2 separate regions of the Mus musculus genome follow, and region 2 is linked to region 1. The links are chromatin contacts, called in public Hi-C maps. All regions are on one chromosome and are shown on one strand. The core of a region is the stretch at or near the end of the contact, and the rest is flanking DNA. Distances in the headings are between cores, read along the strand shown. Region 1 overlaps Glb1l2 (galactosidase, beta 1-like 2). Region 2 holds the start of Acad8 (acyl-Coenzyme A dehydrogenase family, member 8).

Region 1 (6,015 bases), core at 3,041-5,540:
AGAGGTTTTTCCCTCTCAATATGTCAAAGAAATTCTGGGGCTTATAGAGTCCATAAAAGCTAAAAGCTTCAAAAGGTGCCCTTCCCAAAAGAGCGCAACACACTTGGATGGTGTTAGTCTACACAGCAAACTTTAGAGCAGGGTTTCTAAGCTGCTTCTCTCCCGTCCGTGAAGCACTGTGGATGAACCAAGCGACTGAGATTGCTAAGAATCCTCTCCACCATCACAGCTCTCTTGGCACAATTCAGGCATAGGGAATCCCTCTCCTCAAGTTAGAATATCCCAGCATCCCCTGGGCCAGACCTACCTGTATAGATAAGAGAACAGTGTTTAGTGCCATCAGCTCCTGTTGCGACTGTAAGTTGATGGTGGCCAGCACTAGGAAGGCAGCGGAAAAGGAAAAACAAACCATAGTCTTGGAGTCCCAAAGAATTTCCGGATTACCCAAACCTTCAATCCAACAGCATAAAAAAAAAAAAAAAAAAAGAACCCAGCTAGTGTAGACATTCTTTCCCACCTCCCATTAAAAATTAGCTCCGGTGATGCCAAAAGACTTGCCTATATTGTTATTCTTAGAAACTCCACCATTCAACACAGGTCAAAGCCAGAAACTCAACATCTGATTTTTACTGGTTGTGATTTTTGCAGTCAAAGGAAAGTCTTATCTGAACTATGGTCATGGGAACCAGCGCCTGATCTCTACACTGTACCCCCAGTGCAAAGGCAAAGCCTTTGTACACCAATAGCAACAATGGTGTCAATGAAGGCTCACATCACAGTTCCTGGTAAGGACTCACTGTCTACTGTCCCATAATGTATTTATTTTAAAATTTTAACCGTATTTCAGACAGTTTCTCATAAGTAAAATACATGCTCAAGAAAAATGCTACTGATGGCTGATGGCCATGACCCTGCCACAGCCACAGCCAGCTACAGAACTTGATTCCAAGGACCCTTGCCTGCTCACTGTCCACTTGAATGGCCAGTGTCAGATGAATGAGCTTAAGAGCAACTAAGGCAGGATGGCCAGCCCCAGCTATTACCTGGGATCGCAGGCCATGCTCACCAGTGAAGAAAACAAAGCTAAGGCTCTGAAACTTCCCTCATGGTCCTCAATCGGTGAGTGGCAGAGTAGGGTTGCAAACTCAGGCTCCTTCACACCGAGCCTATGATGTCACTGTCCTACGGGAACCCACAGGGGAAGACCCTGCAGCTCAAAGCCAACCCAATGCACAGAGCTAGCTGAACACAGACAGCTGTCATGTCATCCTGACACCTCATCAAATTCAAGAGCTAAGAAGTAAGATGCAGAAGAGGTGTGAGCAAAGGCAGCGTGCTGAGGGAACCCTGGGGAAGTGAAATCCATCAGGGCCAGCAGGGGCCAGCAGGGTAGATTTGGTGCTTTCTACCAGATCCCAAGTAAGTCCTTCCTCCACTCTGAAGGGGGCCCCCTCCATCCACAGGCATCCTCCCAGCCCTGCTGTCAAGCTTCCTTTGCCCCAGAGCCCATTCCTTCAGTGTGGTTCACATGCTCTCAGAAAACAATCCTCTAGGAGCATAGAGGTGAGAAGTAGAGGGAAAGATGGAGGGAATCCATGAACACGGGGTCGGGGGGAGGTGCACAATCTGTTCCTCCAACATCTGTGCAAGAAGCCTGAGGCAGTAAAAATGGCATTTCTAGACACTGATGTGAGTTTCCTTATATTAACAATTCTCATAGCTCCATTATCGCCACAGGGAAGGGTGCCTGTTCACCTCCTCTACCAATCTTCAGAGCTCCATCTCCCTTCAAACACTGGAAAGAATAGTAACAGGAAGTCGGGGCAAGCAGAACTAATAAAAGAAACAGATGAGGTGTTTAGAAACAAAGGAGGCACAGGATGGGAGCTTGGGAGGCCTCTGTTATGAGATTTGCTAAGAGAGAGGGGGAGAGATAAGGCTGGGGACAGAAGTGAGGATGGGCTCCCTGTATGGTACATGCTCAGAGTCCCAGCATGCCATCACTCTGGGGACCAGGGCAAAGGGGTCATGAGTTTGAGAACAGACAGGACAAAGCAAGAAAAGAGAAGTCAGGGATGGGGATTTGGGGGTGGGGAGTGGGGGGTGGGGGGGTACCTGAGATGACAAGAAAATCAGATGGGATCATTCATCTACTCAAGGTGAGACTGGCTGCCTGATTCTCATGCTGCACAGCAGCACGCCCCACCCAGTAGGCCTGCAGCCAAAGTGCACATCAGCACTGAACTGTACTAGCGAGACAGGGAAGGTGTGTGTGACCAGGGGAATCCCAACCATGCCCATCAGCACCAGAAGGCAGCTTCAGACTCCTAAAACAATAGAAGGTTGAGCTGCATGTACAACTTGTATATACAAACAGGGAGGTTTGAGCTGGAGGAAAAGGTTACAGTTTGAGGTAGCTGTTTCTGGGGCTCTGGATGAGGAGGAAGGTGTATTTCTTGATACGTATTATTATTATTATTGTACTGATAGGCCATGTGAGTGAATGTTTTAACTTTTTAAATTAAAAAAAAAAAACACATCATTTTAGGCAGCAGTGGCCTCAGTGGCCCAAGGATTTGAGCCTTCAGGGGAGGACAGGTGCAAAGGGACAGAGCATCTTCTAAGGCCTTTGTAGACTGCCTCATGCCACATAGTCCCTTCATCTGGGCCTTGGTAATAAACATAAGTAGACGCTGCCACCTTGTGGAAATAACAGGAATCACTACTGATCTTTGTCACCTCCAAGGAGAACCAATGTCTTTTCATGTACTCTGCTTGCTGTAAATAAGAGCCTTCTCCTCTCCATCTACCCATCAAGTCATTCCCAGAGGTAACCAAGCCACATACTGTGAAAGGGATATCAAGATAAAAGCCCCATCTATGAACAGGTCAGTCTAGAGAAGGAAACACAAAACAAACAAATCAGACACAAGGAGGTGCTGTCAGAGAAGCATGGCCCCCAGAAAGACTCACAGTGGGACTTACAGGAGGGCTCAGTCTCCCTGGGCGCCAGCTGCAGATGAGCGCACGTTCAAGCACAGGCCATCTGAGACAGCCCAAGGCCCATGCAGCTCACTGCTGCTGTGAGATAGAGCGGTCAATGAAATGAGCCATTCCATAGGTTAAAAGGGAAAATGGAGCCAGAAGAGTGGGCTGAGCCTTTCAAGGATATTCTAGCAGGGTGTTCAGAGAAAGCCTCACTGCAAGGACCACCAGAGAGGAAGCCAGTGCAGACTCCCTAAAGGCGTACAGAGTCACCGAATCCCAGGGCATTCCATGTACTTGAGGAATGGGAGCCAGGAGGGTGGAACAGAGTGGGAAACAGGAGGCACCTGGAGGGGAACTCAGTCGGTCACGTGTGTGTGGAGACTGAGGCATGCTGCCAGGGAGTACTCGGGGTCATGTGTAGGGCTATGGGAGCAGGCAGGGGTGGGGGGGTGCCTGTGGGAGGGAAGAGTGAAGGGGCGTGCAGGGGTTGCTGCTGTGTGAGGAGCCAGTGTGGCCTTTCTCAGAGTGTGTGCATCTCTCTTGTCTCAATGGAGCAAGGGAAGCCAAGCAGTAGATCAAGATGATCTAGGCTGTTCCCTTAACTGTTAGGCACACGGCGTTGCTATGTAGTCTTGGCTGGCCTGGAACTATGTAACCCAGGCTGGCCTCAAACTCACAGCCCTCCTGACACCCTTCCCTAGCGCTAGGTTGGCGTGTGCCCCAGCCCAACGCCAGGGTTACATTCTCAATGGCGGGCAGAGATTGCTGCATTGAGAAAATGCTGCTGGAGGGGTCAGTGAAGAGAGAAGTCGGTGGGAACACTGCAGCCTCGCAGGTGGGAAAGATGGTAACAGTAAGGTAGCGAACCACATCCAATTTCCGGATATATTTTAAAGGCAGGAAGCACCTAGCCTAGAAGAGACTTGAAGTGCCAAGATGGGGGGTTTGGGGGGGGGGGGCTGCCCAGAGGAGAAGGAGAGGGAGGACAGGGAAGGATTGTGGGAGGGGTGACCAGGAGGGGGGCAGTGAGTGAGATGTAAAGTAAATACGTTTAAAAGCATTAAATTTAAATTTTAAAAAAAGGTAAAAGCAAAAGGATGTGCCCAGTGGCTGCTGTGTCCGGCTGGACAGGGCTCAGAAAAACCGCAAGGTTTGGTGCACTTGAAGGGAAATGGAGCTGCAATTTTCCAATAAACTGGCTGATAAGGCATTTGCTAAAAAGAAAAGGGCCATGGGGATGCCGTGCACCCTATTACGCCTACAACCCAGAGGGCCAATCCCCTTGCTATACAACACAGGCACCAAAGAAACCGCTGTTTACATCTCAGCCCAGGGAGTTGTAAGCAGGCAGCCTCCTCCAGGTACCTCCATCAACGACTCCCTTTTCCAGGCCATCTTTGTTGTCCGAGGTCAGGAGCATCTCAATGATGCCTCTGTCTTCCAAAGCCTGTTTGGGGGATAAAAGACAAGTTATAACCTGTTCTCATGGCTCGGAGTTCCTGCAGGGTCACTGCCAAAGCCGAGTTTGTCTACAGAGCAAGAGAGAAAAATCTAGTCAAAGTACTCTGCATGTTATCTACACCCATGATATTCAACCAAGTTCCAATAACTGCTTGCTTTCCAAGTGTGACAGAGGACAAGCCTGCTGAGATCTGGCAGGCCTTGGTCACTTCTGTAGGGCTGATCAGTTTGAGGCTACACATAAGCTTATTCCGAGGCTGGCTCAGGGAGGGTAGATGCCATGCGATTGACTAAGGAACTCCATCGAGAAGGTCAGGTCTCGCCAGGAGAACACTATACTTTCCCTTTCATCCACAGCATGAACAAGCAGCCAGTCTCTTCTGCACTCTGAGCCAGTATGAGCTTGATTAATGGCGAGAGCACACCTCAGGGCCATGCCTGTGGAGTACTGCCCATGGCCAGAAGAACTGGAAGCACTTCTTGGAGGGCATAAAGCCCACTGCTGGCGGAGCAGGAGGATTGCTGCCACTCGGAATAGCTGATAGCATGAGAACATTAGCCATGATGCTAAGCACTTGGACTGTCTCCTTCACTCTTCATAGCCAACATGTGAACAGCACAAACAACGCGTCAGAGGCTGAGTGAAGGATGATCAGTTACAGAGGTCATGCAAGAGGTGAACTCAAAACATGTCCACCCGCATGTGCTCCACCCTGGGACTCTGGACTCAAACCATTCTACAAAGGTGGTTTTACAATGACAAGACTATTTATTTCAATGGAATTCCTCTGGAAACCAAAGGGTAACATGTAACAATAAATGCCAGATCCCATGTGCTGTGAGGACAGAACAAAAAAGGCTTCAAGACTCAGGGATGGCAGGGACTGGGGCATTTAATCCATGAGGAATATTGGTGAGGTCTCTATTAAAAGCCCTGACCCAAACTCCTTCAACTACCTGACTAGTTACTCGCTGACACAGAACATTAAATGTTCTATACCCTTAAATTTTACAGACATTATTTTTTTTCCCCTTTAAAGGCCAATTTCTATTTCCTAAGTGCTAGCCACCTGCCAAGCACAGAGCTCACACCCTCCCACAGAAGCCTTAGGAAAGGGCAATTTTGTGTCCATTTTGCACTTGCTGAGAGTAGGGCTCAGAAAGTTGAGGGAGACCATGCCCAAGGTCATTCAAGGCCAGCAGGCTGCACATCTTGCTGACATGCCCAGGAGAAGTTGCATAGCAGTTCAGGAAAGGATCGTTCCCAAGAGCCTCCACAGGCTGAGCTCTGGGCACCAGGGAAGTAAGGCTGTATAGACAAGATCCCCAAGGGAGTTACTCTCTACTCCTGATGCTCCTCAGAGCTCTTGTCTGCAGCTGCATCATTGGTAAACAACTGCTGGAGAGGCGCCCGTACCCCAGGGAGTCTGACAGAGGGAGGCCTGCAGCAAGAGAAGCTCTGGAGTCTAGGCCTGGCTTTTTCTAGGCGACTCAAAACAAGGAAATTAGACACGTGCTCGATCCAGAATGTGGACAAGGACTGACTGCCCCTTTCCAGCTGGAGGA
Region 2 (6,584 bases), core at 2,176-4,675, 220 kb after region 1:
TAGTGTCCCCAAAACCTTTAAATAACATCAAGATCTTCAAATGTAATAAAGCCAGAGAGACAACGGCCCTGAGAATCCAGGTATTCAAGGAGTACCTGACAGCTGCAGCAAACCAAGCTGTTGAGCTCTGGCTCAGGAGTAGTGGTACACACCTAATTCCAGCACGTGGGGACAGAGGCAGGAGACAGGAGGACCTGTGTTTGAGGCCAGCCTGGTCTACATACTGAGTTCCAGGACAGCTGTGTAGAGAGACCCTATCTAAAAAAAATAATGATTAAAAAATTAAAACATAAAATAATTATTTCAGAGACTCGGTGACTTTTCTAAATTTAGTGTTACAGCCCACTATGAAGTGAGGCTGCATCTCTTAAATTATTTAACCTTAAAATATGCAATGAGCAGCCAGACATGTGGCTCATGCTTCAAGTTTAAAATAAGTATATCGAGAACTACAAAGTTCCAGGCCAGCTTGAACTACCAAGTGAGACAATAAAAAAAAAAAAAAATCCCCAACAAAAAAATCAAAACAAACCAACAAAACAATTTATAGCTGTGGGTAGTAGTCATCAATCAGTTTTGTAGTGCTGAGATTAAATCTAGAACCTTGCATAGGCTCAAGTGAGCCACCACTAAATCCTGAGATTTGGTCTGTTGCTGTGTACTGTTGTAGAAACCTGCTTCCCTGGCATTACTTTCCTGGCATAATTGTAGCCATTCTGCTTCAGGACTGTCAGCCATCTCATATTGCTGGTATAAGAAGAAAAGAAAAGAAAAGAAAGAAAAAGAAAAAAGAGAAAAAACAGCCTGACTATAGATACAGAAAAATAGTTTGGCTCACAGCAAGGTCAGGCTGACCACATATCCTTTTATGAGACTGTCTTAGGGTTTTATTGCTGTGAAGCCAAGACAACTCATTTAAGAGGTAACATTGCATTTGTTTCAGAGGTTTAGTTCATTATCATCATGGCGGGAAGCATGGCAGTGTCCATGCAGACAAGGTGTTGGAGACGGAGCTAAGAGTTCTACTTCTTGCTCTAAAGGCAACAAGGAAAAGACTGACTCTTCCACACTGGGTGGAGCTAGAACACTTCCTTCAATAAGGCCACACCTTCTACCAGTAGCACCTCCCATTGGCCTAGTGTATTCAAACTACCACAGAGACTTAGGACTCTTTTGGGGAAGTCTCTAGCCATGGTCTTCACTCAGAGCCACGCTAGATTTACCAACTGTAGCCTTCATTCAGAGCCAAGCCAGATAAAGGTTAGTCAAGATTATTGTCTAAAGTACTAAAAACCTTGAGAAAAGGCCAACCACCCTGCACCTGCATCTGCTTAGTTTGTTATTGTCCACCCCCCCCCCCCATAAAGTGACCCTGGACAATGCACAAGAATGCAGCTTTCAGCTCTTGCCCTAATCAATCAGTCTTTACATGTGTGTTCAATAATCTATCCCTGTCTGGCTGGGATTGGTGTTTGTGTGGTTTGTAGGGTGACTCCTGGCCTCCAATGCTGCAATGCTAAATTATGTATCCCAAGGTCACGTTGCCTCAAGAGAATTCTCTCACCTATGCCAGCTTTTGTTGTGCAAACCTTGCACCTTAATTTAAAGCTATTGGTTGAATAAAGATGTCTACAGCCTATAGCTGGGTAGAAGAGAGGTAGGCGGAGCTTCAGTTCCCAGGGTTCCCAGGGTTGGTGTTTGAGGCACAGATGAAGAGGGGGAGAGAGGGAGCCAGGAGAGAAAGGAAGAAAACCTATGGCCATAATATTTATTAAGGTCTCGTGTCATTTATTTGGGAACTAAATGACCTAAGGTGGGTAAGAAACCCCCAATGAATGCTTACTACACAGCTAAGCACCCCAGCCCACCCACTATCGTGGCACACAAATCTACAAGTAGAAAAGTATCTTGAACAACTCAAAAATAATTTTTTGTTGTTAAGACAGGATCTCATGTAGTCCAGGTTGGCCTTCATCTTTGTATGTAACTTGAGGCTGGACCCTGATCCTCCAGCCTCCTCATCACAAGTGCTGGAATTAGAGTCATATGCCATGGCAGGTCTGGCAGGCCGAGTCAATACTGGGGTTGGAACCCAGGGCTGCATGAATGAAAACATTAGGCAAGCATTCAAGCTGACTGAGCTAGATCCCCAACTCCAACACTTCGTTAAAAACAGTGAAAGAGAGCAAGCTGAACTCTGGTGGTACAGCCAAGGCTTGGGAGATAGGCACCAGTGATCTCTCCTGAGTTTAAGGCCAGCCTGGTCTACAAAGCTAGCTCCAGAAGTGTCACAGTTGCACAAATAAAGCCTGTCTCACACATCTTAGTTGCCCAGGTCAAAACAACAATCAATAACGTAAATCTGTTACTGGGACAGACTCTTTCCTAACTTTAGTACCAAACCACGCTACTTTGTTTACCCAATTTTAGGTGCCTAAGTAGGGCAGTAACTCTTAAAACTGGTTTTCTACAAAAAACAAAACAAAAACAAACAAACAAAAAACCAGTCTATGCCTCCATGTACTTTATAACTCTGTTCTCAATTTTCAAAGCCATAAGGCCATAAATAATAGATTCTTATTTAAAATAAAATTTAGAATTATTTTAAAAACTGTTTCAGAAGAAAAGGTGGTTCTGGTTTTTAGTTTGGTATTTAAAGTGATTGACAAATCTAAATATTTGGCTTGGTTTGCATGGGTGGCAAACACTCCCAGTTACATGCAAGTTTTCTGCCAGGTTTTTAAACAATCAGTTTGTAATCTCAGATAGGGTTTCTCAATTGCGGTTATCTTTCTTTTTCCTGCAGCAGTTTCTACAGTATGAGTGTTTTTACGAAATCTATACTTGTGAGCAAAACATACGGTATAACCTGGAGCTTTTCAACTATCTCTACCAGCGCTCATATACTTAGCTCTTTCTACCTTGGAAATCTATTGCCAAAGTCACACGTTCCTTCGTCTTTGAAAAGCATTGGCGGGGTCGGGGGACAGGCAACTGGACTGGACTGAGCGCTGGTCACAGGGACCATTAAGAGCTGGTCCCGAGAGTAGATCCTGAGTTATGGGAGGAAGCCAGTTCGTGAAACAGGACTGGTCGGGGAGAGAGAAGTGGGTCCCAGACGGGCAGAGTCAGAGGATGAAGTGAGTCCGTCAAGGGACCCGAGAGGGATCGGTGTCAGGCGAAGCCCGAGAGCCACCAAAGCGCTGGGAACTCGGGCGGGCACAGATGCCCACCGAAGACCCACTCTCCCCTCGCCTAGATGAGCCTTACGATCGATGCAGAAGGTGATGCTCCGGTGGTGGGTCTGAGCCAGGGACTTGAGTGCCGCGCGCAGACAGCCAAAGCGCCTGTATCCGGACCGCAACATCGCCATGTAAACTTCGAATCTCAGACCCCAGGCCTCTTAGCCCAGGCCAGAACTAGCCGTTCCCGCCCCGCCCCCCTGATACTCTGGGAGTTGTAGTCCATTAAGCCCTTGAAGCGCGGGCTCCAATAGGACTACTGGCGTTCTGAAACTACAGTTCCCAGAGATCGTGGGGGCGGCGCCTCTGAGACGCGTCTTCTACTAAGCCTGTCCGGGCACGCCAGTCGCCTCAAGGCTCCCAGAAGATTAGCCTGGCAGTGCTTCAAGGCGTTTGGGTGGTGCGTTGAATGAATGGTGGTGGGTAAAGCCGAATTAGGGAGGGACTCAGGAGAGTTTAGAGGTAGATTAGGAGAGAAGGAAAGGGCGCAGATAACGAGAGAGGGATTAGAATGGTTTAATCATGACTTTTCTTCATAAGTCCCAGGCCCTGTATGCTTTCTTGCCTCCATCTTGCACCATGCAGGTTTTAGAAGACAAGAGCTGTTTCTTACCCGTCCGGTTAGCTTCAGCCTCCTACAGAGAGGCCATGCCGAGACCCCGCAAGAGGCAGACTGGGACTGCTGGTCCAGGTGAGTTGAACCGACGCTGCAAAAGGCAGCAGGTAAAGAACGTGGTCTTGTAGGGCGTGCTTTATTTCCTTTTTCCACTCCCTGGTTTGGAGACTTTGGGGGTTGTTGCTTATCGTCTTCTTTACTCTTTCTGCCAGAACTTCCACTTTCAGTCCCTTCCACTTATTTGTCCAATCAAAGAATAGTGCAATGAAGCACTGCATACATATACGGAACTGTGGTGGCCCACGCATGTGGGAGACTGAGGCTGTAGAATTGCCTTGGGTTTAAGACCAGCCTGGTACTACATGAGTACTACATAAGCAGGGCCCTCTCTCCAAAGTGTGTGTGTGTGTGTGTGTGTGTGTGTGTGTGTAACCTTGACAGCATAGGTGAAAAGAGACTTCTTTAAAAATTACATTTATTTACTTTTGTACAGTATGTGGGAACACACACACACACTGATCAGAGGATAACTTGAAGGAATCAATCCCCCGATTCCACTGTGCGAATCTCAGGGATTGAACTCAGGTCCTTAGGCTTTGAAAAAAAAAAAAAAATGCCTTTTCCAACTAAGCCACCTCGCCAACCCTTTGCTTTTATCATTGAATGCAATAAGCCAGGCACAGAAAGGCATGCATGATTTCATGTGAAATGTAAAAAAGCTGAAAGCTAGAAATCAGAGGGAGATCAGGATTCAAGATCTTCCTTGACTACGTGTAGAGTTTGAGGCCAGCCTGGACCACAGGAGACCCCACCTTTCACACACACAGTTTTCTTTTCCTAGGTCTTTATCTTATCAGCCTGTCAATTTGGAATTGCTAAGCATCTGAGGATGACCTGAATTCCTGATCTTTCTGTCCCCACTCCCAAGTGCTTTGGTTATAGGTTTCTTACATCACCAAAACCATTTAGACTTACCCTTAAATTTCCTGAACAATGTGACTTCAGAGGCTACCAAAATGCTAGACATAGCTGTTAAGAAACTTATTGCAGCTATGCTTACAAGCCTAATGCTCTAGGGCTTCTCTGTGGTCCTTATCTTGTGTTTTATCAGGTTTTACATGTGTGTGCCCTGGCCCTGATGCTGGTGCCGTGGAGGGGATTCTTTTATCATATGTGCCTGAGGGGATAAAGTCAGGTCTTTTGGCTTGGAAGTGCCTTTACCTACTGACACAATGTCTGGCCTCTTAATGCTTGCTCAATTTTATGTTAAGCCCCTTTCCTGTTGTGAGCCTGTAGCCTAGTCTGGCCTTGAATTTGTAGCAAGGCTCCAAGGAGTCTCAGGCTCTAAAGTTCTGCCATGAGCCAACACGCCCGGCTTAAAATCTTAAACTCTAATTTGGCTTCATTCTCTTTGAAATTTTTTCCTGTGGTTTAAGAACCCCAGGTTGTGAGTTAAACTCAGGCTGTTGGAGGCAGCAGTATGTCCTGCTGGTAAAGGCAGTGCAGTGTACATTTCAGAGAAGTAGGTACAGTAGAGCCAAATATGACAGTTCATATCTATCATCAAGATATTCATGTGTCCTAGGCCAGCCTGGTCAATAACAGGAGACTCACAGCTCTATAACAAATAAAAAGGTGTGATGGTTCCTACCTGTAATCCTAATGCTTAGGGGGCTGAGGCAAGAGGGTGGCTGCAAATGGGAGGCCAGCCTGGGCTACAGGGTTCTGAGACCCTATCTCAATATAAATCGATGCTTCAGGAAGTATATTCAGACAGATTGAGTATTAACGTGTACATGTGTGGAAACACTGTATGGCAGCTGGTGCCTAGTAAATTCATACAATTCTTGATTTCTATGTCAGTTAGAATTTAATAGAAAAAGGCAATTAATTGACTAAAAGATGAGAACAGTGAAGATAAGATCCAGCTCCTCCTCTGAGGGAATCCGCAAACCTGTATGAGTGAAAGGTCCTGAAGATAGCTTTGTGACAGCAGGGAAGAGGAGGCCTCCAGAGGGAAGCAGAATTTGAGCCCAGTCTAGCATAGGTAAAACAATGGGCTCAGGCCCCACCATTGGAGCAAAGAAAAATCTAGGTGGGTTTTTTTTTTAAGCCACGTCTACATGGTCCTGATTAAACTTCTTTCAAGCTTCACTTGATAATGATTATAATGGTTAGTTTTTCTAAACATTTATGATAAGACTTATTTTCTAAGTCCTAGTTGTGTGAAATAATCATTGAAGCAATTTCAAATAGTACTTCATTTCCTCATTGGAAAGAATAGCCTTACTAAAGGCACAGAAGTGAGGTGGGGCACACTTATTACTACCGGTATTCTGATCTTAACTCTACAAGGGTCCCTTTGTCTCGCTGAGTAATCTAGAAGACATCCTTTAAAAATGTGTTCTCTTTTATTAATTAAATTTTACAATTTCATAAATGTACAGAATGCAAACAAACCTTTTTTAAGTAAATCTTGTTTTTTGGTTGGTTGATTAGGTTTTTGGGATAGGATTTCTCTGTGTAGCTCAGGCTATCTTAGAATTCGCTCTGTAGACTAGGCTGGACTCAAACTCAACGAGACATGCCTGCCTCTGCCTCCTAAGTGCTGGGATTGAAGGCGTGCAGCACTATCACCCAGCAGCTTTTTTTTTTTTTTTTTGTTTTCGAGACAGGGTTTTTCTCTGTATAGCCCTGGCTGTCCTGGAACTCACTCTGTAGACCAG

The links. A called contact is a pair of places that touch in the nucleus more often than the background predicts.
Region 2: a Hi-C map of olfactory sensory neurons shows a contact between it and region 1, with 3 times the contacts expected there. The contact joins the promoter of Acad8 here to the enhancer-like site in region 1. A contact is called at or near these places in 1 of 39 promoter capture datasets (hippocampal neurons), 1 of 484 Hi-C or Micro-C datasets (olfactory sensory neurons), 1 of 115 datasets of contacts at active chromatin or transcription factors (neural tube) and 2 of 9 other capture datasets (adipose tissue and pancreatic islet).

What each region holds. Positions count from the first base shown.
Region 1 is chr9:26,773,666-26,779,680 of GRCm38.p6, forward strand. It overlaps Glb1l2 (galactosidase, beta 1-like 2), which reads right to left. Exons shown (of 19, transcript NM_001310768.1): 7 at 4,354-4,435; 8 at 308-378. Among named protein-coding and RNA genes, the nearest start is that of Glb1l2, 30 kb to the right of the region's middle. Within about 2 kb of position 4,291, at least 7 of the 459 cell types and tissues checked have an H3K27ac peak or open chromatin away from gene starts, as enhancers often do. A contact at or near this core is called in olfactory sensory neurons, where this site is marked.
Region 2 is chr9:26,996,124-27,002,707 of GRCm38.p6, forward strand. Acad8 (acyl-Coenzyme A dehydrogenase family, member 8) reads right to left here and starts at 3,426. Exons shown (of 11, transcript NM_025862.2): 1 at 3,271-3,426. The coding sequence starts at 3,373. It overlaps Thyn1 (thymocyte nuclear protein 1), which reads left to right and starts at 3,554. Exons shown (of 8, transcript NM_144543.2): 1 at 3,554-3,642; 2 at 3,828-3,933. The coding sequence starts at 3,891.